Linked DNA regions of Triticum aestivum: region 1 is linked to region 2. The links are chromatin contacts, called in public Hi-C maps. All regions are on one chromosome and are shown on one strand. Each heading gives the region's core, a stretch centred on a gene start, on an enhancer-like site or on the middle of the called end of the contact. The rest is flanking DNA. Distances are from core to core; before and after follow the strand shown.

Region 1 (4,649 bases), core at 922-3,421, 67 kb after region 2:
GATCTTACAAAACTCGGACGACATAGCAGTAGATGATTAAAAATCAAATCTCATTTGACATGACATGATGTACTGTGCCATAAAAATGAGGCTTTGACTCCGTGCACTTATTTCCCGTACATCACGACAGATTTTACCACCGATATATTACCCTAACTCGTACTACAATGCATACGCATACAACTTGGTCGATCGTACCGACCCAACATTACAGCGGGAAAGCATACAAGGAGAGAAAACAAAACGCCACGATTTTTTTACTGATATACGAAATTGATCGATTCCACACGGCGCACGCACGCACGCTTCTTGATGCGTGCGCGAGCCTAGTTCCACATCCAGTAGCTGATCTGGCCGTCGTCCTGATCGTCGTCGTCCGTGTGATGGTGGCTGTGCCCTTGCGCCGCGGCGAAGAAGACGGCGGCGTCGTCGGGGTAGTAGCTGCAGCCCTCGTCGCTGCCCGCGCCGTCGTCCTCCTCCGACTGGATACCGCCCGCCACGGGGCCCATCACGCACTCGTGGTACTCGTCGCCGCCGGCGCCCCCCGGGAAGCAGTACGAGTCCACGCTGCTGTCCACCACGCCGGCGAGGCCGCATCCGCTCCCGAGCAGCGCGTCCCTCGCGTCCAGCACCGCGCTCCCGCCGCTCCCCGGGCTTAGCCTCTCCTCGTCCTTCACATGCAGCTGCTGTTGCTGCTGCACCACCTCGAACGCCTCCGCTGCCGCGGCCTGTTCCTCGGCGTCGGCCAAGGAAGTCTTCGCCTCCGCCTCCGCCGCCGCCTGCTCCGGCTCCGAGGCGTCGACGGCTGCACCGAAGCTGCCTTCCGGCGCCTCCTTATCTTGCATCTTCTCGGTCAACGTTACCACCTGACGCCACAAAGATGGATCTCCCAAATCAAACTCAGCAGCGGAAGCCACGGTGCCCGGCCGGTGGTGAAGTGTGGTTGACTTTGATTACCTGTGACCGGAGCCGGTGGTTGTCCTGGAGGAGGGCGTCGTGGTCGGCGCGGAGGGCGTCGAAGGACGCCTTGAGGCGGTCGAAGTCGCGCTCCAGCGTCTTTGTCTTCCACCGGGCGCGGCGGTTCTGGAACCAGACGGCCACCTGGCGTGGCTGCAGGCCGAGCTTGCGGGCCAGCTCCGTCTTCCTCTCCGGCTCCAGCTTGTTCTCCTCCTCGAAGCTCCTCTCCAGCAGGTGGACCTACACACGTACGCGTGGCGCGCATGCACCGTCAGAATTAATTCGGATGAACAGAGCATCATCTTCGCTACTGTAGCAACGAATTGTCACCTGCTCCGGGGTGAGGCGCCGCTTCTTCTCCGGGAGCTGCTCGTCGTAGTACTCCTCCTCGAGCATGTCATCCGGCGAGGTGAAGAAGGGCCGCTTCACGCCGCGCCCTTCTTCCATGCCGCCGAGGACCGGTCTCACCCCTTCATCACTCAAACATGGCAACCCCAATCAGTACACCAATCACTCTCCAGTCTCCACACAAAAGCTACTCCTACTTGCCTAACGAACCAAACAACCGGGATCGAGAAAACTAGTAGGGGATGAGAATATGATACCTCGATGGAACATGCCGGCCGCGCCGGCGATACCGCCCGCGCCACAGTCCATGAAGAGCATCTGTCCGTTGCCGGAGCCCGACGTGTTGAAGATGAGCCGGCCGGGCTCCATCGCAGAGAAAGCTTCAAGAAGTTGCGTTGGTTGTCGATCGAACGGGGGGCGAAATCAAATGAAAAAGACGTATATATACAGCTGCTGCGCGGCGGAGGGGCTCTTATAAGAAGCAGGACGAGGAGGCGATCATGGCGGCGAGCTTGTGGCGGAAGAAGCTGGTGCTCCACAGAAGCCGCGTGGGCGTCTTCATCGGCATAAGCGAAATCCCCATCATACACGCCCCAGTCCCGAGGTCCCGAGAGATCTCCTCAGGCCTGCGGGGAGGAGACCACTCACAGGAGGAGTGGGAGGCCTAGCTACTTCCTCGCCGGAGAAGACGCAAACCAGAGCGGGACAATTCGGCCGGCCGGAGGAGAGGTTGGTGGTGGAAGGGAGCTCAAGAAGAAATGGAAATCTTTTTCTTGATTTTCTTAACGAGGGACAACCAATTTTCTATTGCTTATAGTATATTTTTTTCTTGTGGAGGACACTGATCGGCTAAAGTTTGAAGAAATGGGGAGGAGCCTTCTTATAGGCGCCAGGGCGGTGTTGATTGACGAGTTTGTCCCTTGGTGGCAGCGGTGGGTGGGACGAATTGGCGGAGGATCGAGACGGAACCAACGGGAGCTGGACGCCGGGTGTCTGATCTTGATATTCTGATGTGATCTTTTGCTCTCAAAGGTAAAAAATGTACTCCTAGTTATAGGAATTACAAGGTGTTTCCTCTTTTCTTGTCAAACCTAGAACTTACAGTGTGCTCTTTTTCCCTTCTGGAAATGACCTTACATAGTATGGAGGTTGGAGATGGCTCTCTATGCTATCAAGATCTTTTGTGGCTGGAACCATGTTCTTTTCTCATGTGTTGAGTTTATTCTTGTGATAATAAAAAGACACACGCTCGTGCGTACGCAAGTATATGCGCACTATACCTGGCCATCTGTCGGGCCGGGCCGGCCTACCAAAGCCCGGCACAATAAACCTAGGCCCGAGCTCGGCTCGGCCATCGGGTCTAAAAATCAGGCCCAAGCCTGGCCCATCACGCAAAAAGCCCGCCGGACCTTCTTCCTTAAATTGCGAATACGACGGGCCCAGGCCTGGCCAGGGGCAAGGTCGGTCGGGCTTTTTTGGGTCAGGTCGGGCCGCCCGGGTCGGGCTGCCCATGGCCAGGTAAATGGGCACCCACACTCATCAATAGAAGCACGGCAACGAATCAAATTTTCGTGTGGTGAAGATTAGGGATAAATATGTTGAATTTGTTAAATTCAAATTCATGTTGAATATACCAGCATGAGGTCGTATTCACCCGGGTAATGCTAGACCTACGTAAATTTTGTTACGTGTTTTACGTAAGCAGCAACGTCGATCAGTATTATTGGATAGGGAGGAGCGACGGGGCCCACCCTTGAAATTCAGAGGGGGGGGGGGCGAGAAGAGTAGATTTGAAATTTATGTAGGGAGTTCGTAGCGGGTTCATAGGTCTAGCATTATCAATATTCACCCCATCGCTAGAGTCTAAGGTTTGTACCTTGTGCATTCTATCTATTTTTTCATCGTTGGGACTATCTATCAATTATGTTTAGCAAATAAGTACCTTAATTACAAAACCTCTCTCTCTCTCTCATTTGAGTTATTTAAACAAATTTTTACATATCTTTAAGATTTGACTGGCATGCTTTAACTTCTATATGGATATAGTAGAATCAATTTTGGTGGTGTCAATGTAGATTCTCTTCTCATTAAAGCTTTTCGTTAGATCCTAACATGACATATAGTTTATTCGAACCCGGGTCACCGCCTTTCCCTTACTTTGATGATGGGAAATATAGAAGTTCCTTAAGAAACCAAACACATGTTCCTTGTCGTCGAAGAACCACATAGCAAAGTCCGTTACGCATTCAACTACAATTCCAAAACAATTAGCTATTTGAGCCTTGGTCTGCACTCTAGGGTGTTTCCCCCCCTTAGAGCATCTACAACCGGACTCCTAGAATTGATCGGGCGGGCGCGGGGACCACTTACCGGACAAGAGAGAGAAGTGAAAAGTAGCAAAAAGTTGACCCAACCGGACTCCTCATATCATCCCTATATGCCCGGGCTGTCCGCGAACCCTCATATCCATCTCAAATATGGAGAGGATATGAGGGCTCGCGGCCTCGCCCGGCCGCGCTCGGTCAGTCCGCCACATAGGACGCGTCCCCATCCGAACCACCTTTTCTCTTTCTTTATTCCTTGTTTTCTTTCTTCCTCTTCATCTCAACCAATCACATGCATGTGACCGCACATATAGGGAAGAAAATGAGGAATATGGATGTGCGGACAATAAATAGGGGCTCAAAACGGACACGTCTGGTCACTGACTGGGCGTGTCCGTGGGCATTTGAGGGGTCAAATTAGAGGTACGTGGCTGAAGATGTGTACCACTTCTCTTATCCAAACTGTAAAGACATGAACTAGGTTAAATCTAGCTCCGCCACTGCATAAACAGAGCTAGAAACCCTACCAGCTCTCTTTGCAATTGACATTTGTCTAGCTGTTATCTACATTCAGATTGAGCTACATACCCTTTTTTTTAGGTACATACATCCTAATCAGTTTCCATCATACTTACTCTAGTTCAATTACTAGTATTAGTACAAGTTTTCAACCATCTATGCCATAACTATACTTTTGATGACAACTTGCTGCAAAGAAAACTATTGATCCCAATAATCAGCAGCCTTGATAAAAAAACCAAGTGGAGCAGCACATTCAGCGAGCGAAATGGTACAGATACTGAATGCAGGAAACAGTACTCCATCTGCTAAAAATTATTCGGCACCCCCCGTAGTGTAGCCGCACCAGATCCAAGAGGAGCGCCAGGTGTCCGGTGGCCAATTGGTGGCGAGTCCATGCCGCCCTGTCGGGGTAACGCTGCTAGCGAGTCCACGGGATCCGTATTATCCAACGGGATGGAGTCCACGGGTAAAGAGGCCTTGACGTCCGAACGGCGAATG
Region 2 (4,895 bases), core at 464-2,963:
TTTGACATGAAATCAGTGGCTTGTTTACTTAACTGAAATCAATGATTCTCTTATTTGACATGAAAATTCAGTTAACTTAAGCAAAATTCAGTTAACTTAAGCAAAATTCAGTTAACTTAACACTGCAAATTTCAGTTAAGTTAACCATTTGGAAGGGGCCCAGGGATCTTCAGGTAGTACAACTTGGCATATTTGGCACAAAGTGAGCACCTAGTACATTCTATTTTAGGATGTGTGCACATGGGCACAACATAAGCAGACAAGAACATGGGCAGATCAACATGGGCAGGGAAGAACATGCAGTTCAACAGCACTTGAACACCAGATTGCCATAGATACAGCAGTTCAACATGGACTGCTCAAAATAGATAACTTATATGCCAACATATAGATCAGCATACCTAACTACTCTTCTGCATCTTCACCTCTTCTACATCTTCTTCAGTTCTTGAGCTGCTGCAGGCGGATGGAGCGGCACACCTTCTTCACCTCTTTCTTCAGAGGCGCCTTCTTCTTGTTTTGCTGTGGCTCCTTCACCTCTTCTTCTTGTTCAACCTTCACCTCTTCTGGCAGGAGCTCGACGTCCGGCAGGAGCTCGACGTCGATGGGCATGTTTCTGCCACCCTCAACGGCGACCGGCGCAACGAGCACGAAGCGCGAACAACCCTAGTGCGCCGAGTGCAGGAACAGGGGAAGCAGAGGAACAGGGGAAGCGCGAATAAGCAGGTCCTTACCGTATTCAGGAGGGAACTCGTCGGGTTCCCTACGCCGCGGCTCCATGGCGCCTTGTGTCGCCGCCGATGAGGCCGACGGCGGCGTCGCCTCGCAGGAGGAGCGGGCAGAAATGAGGAGGAACAGGGGACGTGGGCAGAAGGGAAAGGTTTTGGAAGGGGTTTGCATCAGGGCCGATGACCAGGTGCTTTTCTGTCGAGGGATGGACTTGTCTGCGAAATTGCTAAAGCGCGAGGGTTTCTTTGTAAAAATGTGATCCGGACCCGACAGAGCCTACATGGCGTGCCACGTGTGCAGTTCGGGGTGGTTTTGTATAAATTTGTTACAGCAGACAAGTTGGAGGGCTAGTTTTGTGGGGTTTTTTAGTTCTTGTATGAAACTGTTTCCATCCCTACAAGTTTATGTATCAATAGTGGTATTAACTCATTCCTTGGGGAGGCCCACTGCCCGTCGTGCTTCCCGCGCCGGCCACACGGAATATCTGGATCCGGCCCCGTATCGCGCGTGCACGCACTACGCCGGCATGTCTCTACCGCCGGGAGAATCGTCGTCGACCAAGGTGACTCGGCCTGGCCCGGCTCGGCTCGATCGTGGTCGAGTAAAATTTGGAACCGTAAACCTCGGGCGACCACCTGCACTGCTGAACGGTCTAGGAGGCGGAAGGGATGCTCGTACTCGATTTGTTGTGGTGGCGAGAGCGAGCTTTATCGGCAAAGCGCCTTTAGCACTGTGCTCAATGCTGATCTCTCGCCGGATCCCAGCATCATTCCAGCGGCGAAGAAATGAAACCAGGCAGGCAACTGGCAGAGGGAGATGAAAGCGAGGGAGGAAAGGCGACGCGCAGAAGATCAGGTGGGCGCGCGCGCGCATCCGGCGGTCCATGGTGCCGCCTTCGACGCGACGGCGGTGGGCCCCGCGCCCGCATACGTGGTGCACGTAAGACAAGACGTCCGTGACAGAGCCTGACAGGCGACCCGGCCGCCGCCGGGCCCGGCGTCTCCTCCGACGACGAAATTACGACGCTGCCCTCCTCCGCTCCGCGCGTGTCCCGCTTGCTGCCACACAACTTACGCCGTTACACGCACGTGCGCACGCGTTCCTCTGCGATCGATCGCGTCGCGTGCAGCCTGTGTCATCTTTTTTGACAGCATCCATCCATGCCATTATTTTTCTCGGGCTCGCACCGGTTACCACACGGAGAGCATGCAAAAGCGCGAGACGTGCGTGGCGATATATGGGCGGCGCTTCGGTCGGAACGGCCAAATTGGTTACCTCTTCCCTCCTCCTTTGCGATGGAGAGAGATGCTTGCTGAATCGAATTCTATTGCTCGTACTGCCATATGCGGTTGTTTTCATGTGCTAATATATACAGCTTGTCGGAGGAACCACGAGTGTCGCCATCGATACAGTAGGAGTAGATATACCAATCTGGTAGTGTAGTACTCGCAATATGAAATTTATATATTTGGGCCATCATGAAAAGTAGCTTCATATTTTATCTATTAGGTATTGCAGATGTTTTTTTTATTCTATAATTTTGTCAAATATCAAATGGTTGACTTGCATGAAAACCAATATACCTTCTATTCTGAAATGGAAGTAGGATATTAACCAGAATGCTCGGTCTGCCACGGCCCACGTGGACTGTGAAAGCGTTCCTCTCTCATGAAAGGTGCCTAGGCTACGTATCAGTAGAACAACAAGCAATGAATACATGGTATGCAGTATACAAAAAAATAGAGTGATACATACTCTCTCTGTAAATAAATATAAAAGCGTTTAGATCACTACTTCAGTTATATATAAATAATCTTATTTACTTTTTTATGAAGGAAGTACTATATAGTCAATGGTAGTATACAGTATGAGGCGGGGCAGTCATTTTCTCACACGGAGTTATTTAATCCCCCGAGCAATTGTGGAAGTCCATTGGGTGGGTTGAACACACGTGGACGAATGAAACAATTGCCTAGCTACATTACTGTGAAAGAATTGGTCGCTACTGCTTGATCCAAGCCCTACCACGCACGATGACGGTCCTATTAGCAGTTTACTAATGTGCTCGAATTTAACTACTCCCTTCGTCTAGGTGAGTAAATCATCTTAGGTTGTGTACCGTGACCAAGGAGGAGGGAAAAACGAGAGACCTTAATATTTATTTGCTAATTCATAGCATTGCATGCAATGAGCTAACCACTGCATGTCGTGTTTGGTAGTATCAAATCATTAAAATAATGCACACCCCTCATCTCTTATTGATTGATATGTCAAGAAACAAGAAAGGAGGTAAAAGTTAATGCACCGTGCCTAAGTATTTTGGGATTATTTGGTTTTCGTAAGATGACTTACTCATCTAGACGGAGGGAGTATGATCTATTCGACTGGATTTCTCATAGATGCAGAATAATTAGTATTTTTACGGATAAGGTGATAGTTAAGAACGGCAGTGGAGCCTGACGATGGGCCTGGACTACTAGGAGAGACGAGGATAGGGCATTCAAATTTGTTTGTAGCAGAAACCCCAGCCCCTCTAGAGGTGTTGTCGAAAAAATTGTCGAAGCAAAGCTGCCTCCAGCTCCACAAAAACTAACCCTAAACTGCCTTCAACGGGTCAAAACCACCGCAACTACATGTCATATTGATGATTGATCGTGTAAAGGAGTGGCATGACTGCATAGTGGAAGCAGTCCAAGACTGACTCTCGAGGACAACAGAATTGTTCACGAATGGGGATTGGGGTGGACATCGCCAAACGATACATTCAACAAACAAGCTGTAGCGAAACGCCATATGCTAGTTTGGGCGTTACGCCTTGTACAATGCTAGGTGCTTAGAAAAATAAACCAGATTTTTTAAGACCGGTGCCTATTTCTATAGAAGAGACGTCTAATTAAGCGTCTATCCTGTACAAATAAACATTGATGCTTGAAAAAAGTCTGGTTTATTTCTTCAAGCACCTCTTTTAAGCACCTTGCATTGTGCAAGGCGTTAGCAGCAAAAGTGGAAGTGTGGAACTGATAGAAGTAGAGAAGAACAAACACATGGCGGTAGGTCAGCTGTTGGAAAGAACGAAGGGCCCGACGCGACGATACAATTTTCGTAGGGAAGGTAGTAGAACAGTGAGTGGAGAAGTTGCGAGAAGCAGACCACGCGTGTGGCGGTGAAGGTGAATGATCGAACAGATCCGTGCACTGAAACCGCTGCCCAAGCCATCCCGTAAGCGTCAGGCATCACCCACGGCCATGGCACGGTTGATGGGCTCATGGGGCAGCGACTGCGGCGTCCGGGGCTGGGTGCGGCCAGCGATGTGAGGCTGGACCGGGGGAGACGGTCCCTACGTAGGTGCGGGCGTCGGATGGGGGACACGGAACATGGCCGAAGCAGCAGGATGCCAGAATCGATCGGCTCCTGGTGGAAAGCGCCGATGGATAGTGGCAGATGCGCCCGTTGCCTACGCACCGCTTGCTCGCGACCCCACTATCTGCTCCTGTTCCTCCGTCCGCCCCATGGCTCCGGGAGTACCTAGTAGTAGCGATTAGTCCTTGACCGGTTCATCGACGCAGAGCCCGCCTTGTCTGGATGCCCACCGAACCGCCGACGCAAACACGACGCGCCGCTGCGACTATCGGCGCGCGCGGTTGCGTCCACGGGATGGTGATCCTGCCTGCGTTGCTACCGCACGCAAGGCGGACAGCGAGCGCGGCGCTGCAACCGCCAAAACCACACTGCTGGGATCACGACTCGGAAACCGGACAGCCTGAGGATGCAGGCGAGAGCAAGCAAGTTTTTCTCCTCCTTGCCGCTCCGGTCGCCTCGTCTCATCATCTCATCTCATCTGCACCCTCTTCCCTCCACACAACGGCACCAGCAACACATCATGTAATCAAGAGATCGCTTATCACCCACCGTACCAATCGATCGACATCCGTCTCAGCCAACCGCGCTTCAATTTTCATGCACACAAATCACTGCGCATGGCCCCCTCCTCGCTAGTCTGAATTTCTGATACGCACGTTTGAGCTAGCACATGTATCACTTGCCGCCCTGCCAGTCGCCGTCTGAAAAATGAATTCCATCTCCCTTCCCTTCTTTCAGCGACACGACACGGCCGATCGCAACCGCGGCAGATGCTTTCGGATCGACTGTGAGGCCAACCTCCATCC

What was found. A called contact is a pair of places that touch in the nucleus more often than the background predicts.
Region 1: a Hi-C map of leaf shows a contact between it and region 2, with 6 times the contacts expected there. The contact joins the promoter of LOC123138126 here to the enhancer-like site in region 2. A contact is called at or near these places in 3 of 5 Hi-C or Micro-C datasets (all in leaf).

The regions. Positions count from the first base shown.
Region 1 is chr6B:576,362,779-576,367,427 of IWGSC CS RefSeq v2.1, forward strand. LOC123138126 (homeobox-leucine zipper protein HOX16) reads right to left here and starts at 2,172. Exons shown (of 4, transcript XM_044558032.1): 1 at 1,563-2,172; 2 at 1,288-1,435; 3 at 958-1,197; 4 at 34-866. The coding sequence starts at 1,404. The coding sequence ends at 327.
Region 2 is chr6B:576,296,243-576,301,137 of IWGSC CS RefSeq v2.1, forward strand. No RefSeq gene overlaps it. Among protein-coding and RNA genes, the nearest start is that of LOC123138126, 66 kb to the right of the region's middle. Within about 2 kb of position 1,714, at least 7 of the 8 cell types and tissues checked have an H3K27ac peak or open chromatin away from gene starts, as enhancers often do. A contact at or near this core is called in leaf, where this site is marked.